Regions from separate parts of the Mus musculus genome. Here region 2 is linked to region 1. Evidence: chromatin contacts called from public Hi-C data. All regions are on one chromosome and are shown on one strand. The core of a region is the stretch at or near the end of the contact, and the rest is flanking DNA. Distances in the headings are between cores, read along the strand shown.

Region 1 (3,626 bases), core at 632-3,131:
ATCATTTTGAAACTTAAAATCATGTATTTGACATAGTCAGGAGCTTGTAGATTGGTGTCATGCTTTGAACAACTGCTCCATGCATATAAGAATCTATCCTCATTTTCCTAGAAACCTACTGTCTTTCAAATACATTTTCTAGTGCTTCTAGTTCTAAGGTGAGGAAAGTAACGTGAAGAGCTGGTCCAGCTTTCCCTGAAATACAGAATCTACATAAGCAAAGAAAAGCATGGTTCACTGTATTCACACTCTTGGTTTGGTGATTTAGAGTGAGCATACTTCTTTGTTAGCTTTTAGTAGCAGTTTCAATGTCTCCTCCAGTTATACTATATATTAGAATTGGTGCTATTACATTTAAAAAAATTAAAAGTTTTTAGTGATTACTTAAAAAACACTACAAGCTGGGTTTATTTGTACATTCTAATAGTCTCAGAATTTAAGGGTTCAGGGCACAAGGATTTCTGAGAGTTTGAAGCTAAGTTGGGGTTACATAGTAAGACACCATCTTAATACACAAAACAGAAAACAAACAAAATGACTGGAAGGTAATTAATTAATTAATTAATTAATTAATGTACATTTTGAAATGTACCTAAAGGTTTAGATAATAAATCAAAAACTAATTAGTAACACACGATAATAGCCTGCTTTCTGGAAATTTGTAGTGGTTTTTTTATTCACAACTGAAAAACACATACTTCTATTGAAGAGATGGTTCCCAACACTATTTCCTAAACAAATGCTTTTCTGCATAGTGATTTTATTAGTTAAAGCACTATCTGAAGCCAGACATTTGTGGCAGAGATAATGTAAAATTTGTTTATTCAGATTCTCACTGATTTCAGCATTGGCAGTTACTTGGTTATTCATTTCCATGTGTCTGATTGTGTCTTAAGAATGAAATGAAATACATATTTATAGATCATACAGACCAGTAAATATCTTATGCATCAGTTGCCCAGTCTCTGTACACAGATTATCTCATTCAACTCACATGAGCTTCACTGTCACTAAGGTACTTTAAATGACAAACACACAGAGATAAAGTTGTAATTGACTCAAGGAAAGTCAGTGGTGAGAACTCAACTCAGACAGCCTGACTCTATAGCCTTTTCAGCTAATCACTATATAATTGAGGTCAGTAGTGTTCTAGCTACACAAGGAAAGAAACAAATTCAACAATAATTTGTCCAAAATTGGGTAAAAGAAATATGGATTTCAACTGAATCTCATTTCAAAGAATAGCTTGTTTTTCTATTGTTATTCTTCAAATGGACTCAGCAAAGGAGTACAGATAGGCTACCAGAATTGAGTAAGAATGGAAAGAAGATGGGTGAAGTTCTGTTTGGAGTGCCTACACATAATTTTCAGATGCCTATTAACTTGTCACATGAGTATAGAAATCAAAGTATCTCTATGGTGCTGTTAGTTGTATAGTGAAAACATTCTAAAAGCAAGAATCCATTTCCAGCCTGTAGGAGCTCAGTGGTATCTGGAGGCCCCCAATTACTGTTTATGAGGTTTACCTGAGTGATTTGGGGGGAGTGTTTTCTATTTACACATGCAGGAGATTTCAGAGATTGGCTTCATTTAGGATATCCTTAGAGTCTGAGGTGTCATCAAGATGCACAGTGTCTTCCTCAGTGAGGGGCCACTGCAAGAAACACAACAGAGCTTTTAGGAATCTGGAAATGGTAGGAGAAGGACAACAAATTCGAAAGTAAAACTGTGGCTGTTGTTGGTAAATTTGGGCCTGTGATTCAGCTATGTGGCACACATTTACAGAGGCCCCTTTAAATCCGGGCTACTTGTTCAATAGCTAAAGAAGAAAAGAGAAATGCAAGACACACAGAGCTTTACAGGAAATGCCAAGGAGCAGGGCTTTGTTGATGGGAACAGTCTGTGACCATTTCACTTGTACTATGACTAATGGTGCTGATCTCTGACTACTAGGCTCTAAAACAATTGGGATTACAACAACTGGAATATCTGCCTTCATATCATTAACTCTTCAGGGAGAGAGATTAAAAGAATGAAGAGAAGTAGACTATTATTAGTGAAAATAAAAAATAGCAAGAGTTTTTATAGGCGGTAAAAGGTATGGATGGAATTCTAGAAAACATGGAAATAAAGTTCCATGTGAAATACAGATATAATGGCATTTCTAAATCTTATTTTACTCCAGGAGTAGAAACTAAAGTGCAGGAAAGAAGTTTTTGCATGTTAATAATTGTGTGCCTATTTTTATATACCAATAAATGTAATGTTTTATGAATGCTTAACATTTTTCAAATTTTGTGAGCTTTCTCATGGGTTCCCACTGCAACTAGAAAAAAAGGAATATCTCAAACAACTATTTTGCTAAACAAACCAAAACAAAGAACAATGGACTAATTCTTTAGGGATATAATGAATATATATGATAAATCCACACTGAGGTAAAGGTCATTAAACAGTAAAAAATGAGTAATGAGACAACATATTTTGATGACATACATATTTAAACATCATGAGGTTTAGTGTTTAAGGCAGCTTTCCTGAAGAGGATGGGGCTGATGCTTGATCTTGATAGTGGGTGAGTTTGGGGAAGAAACTGGGCAAAAGAGAAGGTTCTGTTGGGCAGAGGAGGGTAGGTCCACCTGGTGCTAAGAAAAGAAGTCAATGAGTCTCTTTAGAGACCAAGGTAACTGCCAATTATGCAAAGAGTGCTTAAAGAAGAGGGTCTCTTCTCATTGTTTCCCTTAATGCTTTCTTTCCCAAAGGGCAATTGACTCTTTTGCTAGCTCACATTTAAGAGAAACACTATTCTGTAATTTGTACTTAAGTTCAAAAGTTTCTCAGTGGGTTAAAATTGTAGGCTTGTTCCAAGTTTCTTCCGGAATTTTTCCTCTTTACTATAGTTTGTATAAATATTAATTCACCGTTGAAATAACTTATGGGTAGAGGGCTTTCCCCCACCCCCTTTTCGCCATAGAGCACAGCATTCCAGGAAAACCTCATTTCTGCTGATGAATGGCTATTGGCATACAGAGATCTGGCATAAGGCTGAGAAGAAGGGATGCAGCTGACATGAGAAAAACTTGAGAAGGAAACCATAATCCCCCCTCCAATTCTCTGCTTATTAGAGGAGCTAAAATGATTAAGCAGCTGGAGGTTTTGATGTATGAGGAAAGATGAAGAGAACTGCATGTGTGGAGGTTGGCTGAAGAGCTAAGGAGTAAGCACGGGTGGGCGGGGGGCTGCTGCTGATAGTCATTTGCAGATAATTGACGATATAAGTCCCAGAGAAGGAGAGGGATTGGGAAGGTGGTCTTTAGGGGATTATCTCTGGGTAATGAATGAACTGAAGAAAAGGGAAAATGTTTCATCAGGAAGACTTTCTTAACGGGTAAGATTTAAAGGCAAAAAAAAAAAAAAAAATCTCCCAAGAGAAGTAGTACAATTCTCATCTCTTGAGTCACTTAGGGAGGCCCATAAAATTTTGGGAGTGTAGACGGCTGCCGTGGTAGGGGAGCAGATTTGGTCATCAGGATCATCCCTTGTCCTGATGTTTTATGGCTTGATTTTCAAGATGAATCAATTGGTAAATAAGAGTTTGGAAACTCCCAAGGAATCAAGTCTATCCT
Region 2 (3,626 bases), core at 719-3,218, 230 kb before region 1:
ACTGGAACCGAGAGGTCATTAGGTAACTTATTTTAGAAATATTTAGAAGAAAAGTTGGGTTGGCGGTCAAAGATAGCTTTAATGAACACAGAATGAGGGGACCTGGCCAGTGTGACTGGGAGATTGGTGAGCTCCTACATTTTGGAAGGTCGGTCCTAAATGGAGAGAGGAGCTTGCAACTTCGAAGGAAGACATTCTGCTGCTGACATCCTCCTGTCTTGCTTTTGAGGAAACCATCCCTACTCCACAACCTGGCTCCCTACGCAAAGAATGTGGCACACAATTTCTCAGCCTGAATGGAAAGACCAGAACAGCGGTCCCAAGAACCCCGAGTCCCTCACCAGCCTCGATCCCTTAGTACTGACCAGCTCTTTCTTCCTCTTCTCCTCTTTCACGTCGGTCTTCTTGATCTCCGCCTTGAAGGCCTCCGCCTCTCCGTTCTGGTCGTCCTTGGCCAGCAGATCCATGAGGTAGGCGATGTAGCTGGTGGCCAGGCGCAGTGTCTTGATCTTGGAGAGTTTGGTGTCGGCGGGCACGTTGGGGATGCACTCGCGCAGCTCGGCGAAGGCGCTGTTGATGCTCTGAGTCCTGCGCCGCTCCTTGCGGTTGGCGGTGCCCCGGCGCTTCACCGGGCGCGGCCCCCCCAGGCCGGGAGGCCCGGCGCCGGGCGGCACTCCCCCATAATGGGAGTGGTCCAGGCCCGCGGCACCGCTGGCGTACTCGGGGCTGTAGGACAGGGCCATACTGTAGTCGGGGGGCGACATCTCCGGGTGGCCAATAAGCCAGCCGTGGAAGTAGGGGTTCTCCTCGTGGCTGCAGCGGCTGGCGGCGGCGGCGGCAGCGGCGGCGGCGGCTGCGGCGAATGGGTAGCCCTCATGGTGCACCACGGGGTGGTGGGGAAAGCCCCCCACCAGACTCATCTCGCCTTCCGTGGCCCTCCACGCGCCCCAGCGTGCGCGCAGCCCCGCCGCGCCCTCCGATCGGGCTCCGACCTCGGCGATCGGCGGCCTTCCCCACCCCCCACCCCCCAACCCCCGGGCTCCCGGGCCGGCCCTGCAGCCGCAGAGGGGGCCGCTGCAGCCCGGGGCCCGCGCCTGGCCCGCCGGGCCCGCCTCAGCTGTGCCGCGGCCGCCGGCTCCCCATGGGGCGCGGCGAGCTGGTCCCGGCACGGTGCGCCCTTGCTGGCCGCCGCCGCCCGCCCAGCTCTACAGCCCGCGCGCCGGCTCCCGCGTTCCCCGCTGCAGCGACCAGGCAGAGCGCTCCGGTGCTCATGCAAAAGTGCCGGCCGGCTCCCGCGAGGCAGTCCCGCAGACGCCGGCCACGGGACTCCTGACTCCGAAGATGACCTGGAATCCGGGGCGAGTCCAAGCTGGGGCTGCAGGAGCCGGCCCGGCTGTGCCGGGAGGCGGCGGGGTCGCAGCTTAGCGTGGAGCTACCTCGGTGCGACCCTCCCCCTTCCTGCCCCTTCCCCTCCCCCACCAGCTCGATCTGGGTTCTTGGGCGCTTATTGTTTTAATAAAAATTATTTGGTTGTTGTTTTGGTCCTTGAGTGTGATTTGTTTTTAAAGCTGTAAGGAACGTGTCCGTCCTCGCTCCTCAGGCTCTCTCGGAGGCTTTGCAGAGAGGTCTCAGCGCATCCATTTTCTAAGATCCTCTCCTCTCCGGACAAGAATCTTGGGCCCTTGAAGGCACCTCGGAGCTGGGAAGCGGCGAATGGACTCTCGGAGGGGTGTGCTCAGACAGTGGCCGCGGAAGCTCCTGGGTGGCAGCGGCGGCGGTTCTCTTGGGCTGGACGCGGTGAGGGGAGCAAGCCGATTTTCCCAGCAAGATCTCCATGTACAGCTACATCTTTAGGGCCGCTCGGGTTAATATATGTCGTCAGAGGCTCCTCACGCCAATCCCGGGGCGGCGGGGGCGGCGCCTCGCGCTCTCCGCAATAAAACTTTTTGATGTTCACGTTGCTAATTGCCGAGGTCCTCTTCTAGGATTGGTTGTCCACTCATAACCATAAGATAATTAAAACGGGGGGGGGCAGGGTAAAAAAAAAACCCTTTTATCAGCCATAGGTTAATGCAAGTGTTTAACAGATGCTTCGCTATTAAAATATTTCCCCCCAATACTGAAGAATCTTAAACCAGGTACAGTATTATTTCGCTTTCTTTTCTGATTACAGGGGTGGGGTGAATAGAGAAAGGAACGCAGATTATGCCTTTTCAAGTGTTTTGTAGGTAACCGAGGCAGAAAACTGAGCCGACAGTCTCCTATAGTTTTGTGCTGGGCTGGGGAGGGGATTTGGGGTGGGTGGTGGTGGCGACAAGAGTCTGGAGGTGGCGGTATGGAATCCCATTAAGGTGCGATTGGGAGTGAGCCGAGTCTCTTTGACCAGGCTAGAGCGCCAGCGCTCCTCTGACCCGGCACACTTTGGCAAAGTTGCAGTGGCCTGTTTGCTTAGGCACTGAAGTGGATGACCCAAGTTAGGATGACAACTTGCAGAGAACGCGGATGAGACCTTCAGTTTGTGCCCACACTCATTTGCAGCAACCCTAACAGAGATTGCGAAGATTTTCAAAGTGGGGCACCTCGATTTCTCGAATCTGTGGTGTGGCGAATATCCGTGTTCCTCCTGCTTAACTAGCCTGTTTGGTAAGTAACTGAATAGTTTTTACAGCGTGTTCGGAGCTTATTTTCTAGTTTTTATGAACAAACATATAAATATATCTCTGCATTCCTGCCTCCCTCATAAAAGCGGGCATCTGTGGAAAGCAGGTTTAGTTATCGGAGGGGAGCCATTAAACGGACGTTTAAGAGACAGGCAGGGAGGAAGGCTCGTGGATGTTTAGACTGCTTGCCTTGGCGATCTTGAACGCATTAGAACGGAAAATGGATCTCCACTTGTAAGTTAGCGGGCCTCGGGGCACCTAGGAGATTCCCCAGCAGCGCGGGATAGGGGCGGTCAGTGGAAGGAGGCAAAACCACCCTCCGGCTGGCCTGTATGAGGATCTCTTCTTTTCACTCACACGAAGAAGGTCCCTGTGTAATAGGGTGTCAACAGAAGCCCTTAGGCTGTAAATTTGATCACACCGATAGCTGGCCTTGGACCTGAGGAGGCAAGCAGAGGGGACACAAGTGACTCCCACCGTTGGCATCGCTTTTTGGAGGCAGAAGCACTCTGGTCCCAGACATTAAAGAGAACCCCAAGTTAAGAATCCTGCATGGACAGTCCTTCCCATGTCCCTAGAGTCTGTCTGGCTGTTATTCTGTCTGGAAGGCCACATCAGAAGGAATCGGAGAGCCCATCTTCTTGCTCCCAGGGTACCCGAGCTGAGACCTAACTGCCCTGTGGTAATCTCACGGAGGAAAAAAAAAGACTTTAGAGCTGGGTGGTGGGAGAGGGGGAGAACTTAAAGGTTGTGGCCTTTCTTCTGTTTGCAAGGGGTCAGTTTTCCAGGCCAGCCCCCAGCAGAGGGTCAACTAAGACAGAGCAAATTCAGGATGGGGAGTAGCTGGACCTAGTCTTGCTGGTTAGCTCAGAGGCTTGAGTTTGATGGCAGAACAAAGTGACCTACATAGGGCTCTGCTTTCCAGCTTCGGTGGGTCTGCAGCTTGGGGTACAAGGAGAGTGGTTT

What was found. Hi-C and Micro-C count contacts between places; a contact is called where the count stands out from the background.
Region 2: a contact with region 1 is called in a Hi-C map of uterus, with 2.4 times the contacts expected there. The contact joins the promoter of Hand2os1 here to the enhancer-like site in region 1. A contact is called at or near these places in 1 of 39 promoter capture datasets (stem cell-derived epiblast-like cells), 3 of 484 Hi-C or Micro-C datasets (uterus and ventricular fibroblasts) and 2 of 115 datasets of contacts at active chromatin or transcription factors (embryonic limb bud and heart atrium).

What each region holds. Positions count from the first base shown.
Region 1 is chr8:57,085,281-57,088,906 of GRCm38.p6, reverse strand. No RefSeq gene overlaps it. Among named protein-coding and RNA genes, the nearest start is that of Gm33501, 200 kb to the right of the region's middle. Within about 2 kb of position 1,881, at least 5 of the 459 cell types and tissues checked have an H3K27ac peak or open chromatin away from gene starts, as enhancers often do.
Region 2 is chr8:57,319,201-57,322,826 of GRCm38.p6, reverse strand. Hand2os1 (Hand2, opposite strand 1) reads left to right here and starts at 1,968. Exons shown (of 6, transcript NR_154048.1): 1 at 1,968-2,138; 2 at 2,539-2,643. Hand2 (heart and neural crest derivatives expressed 2) reads right to left here and starts at 1,844. Exons shown (of 2, transcript NM_010402.4): 1 at 366-1,844. The coding sequence starts at 920.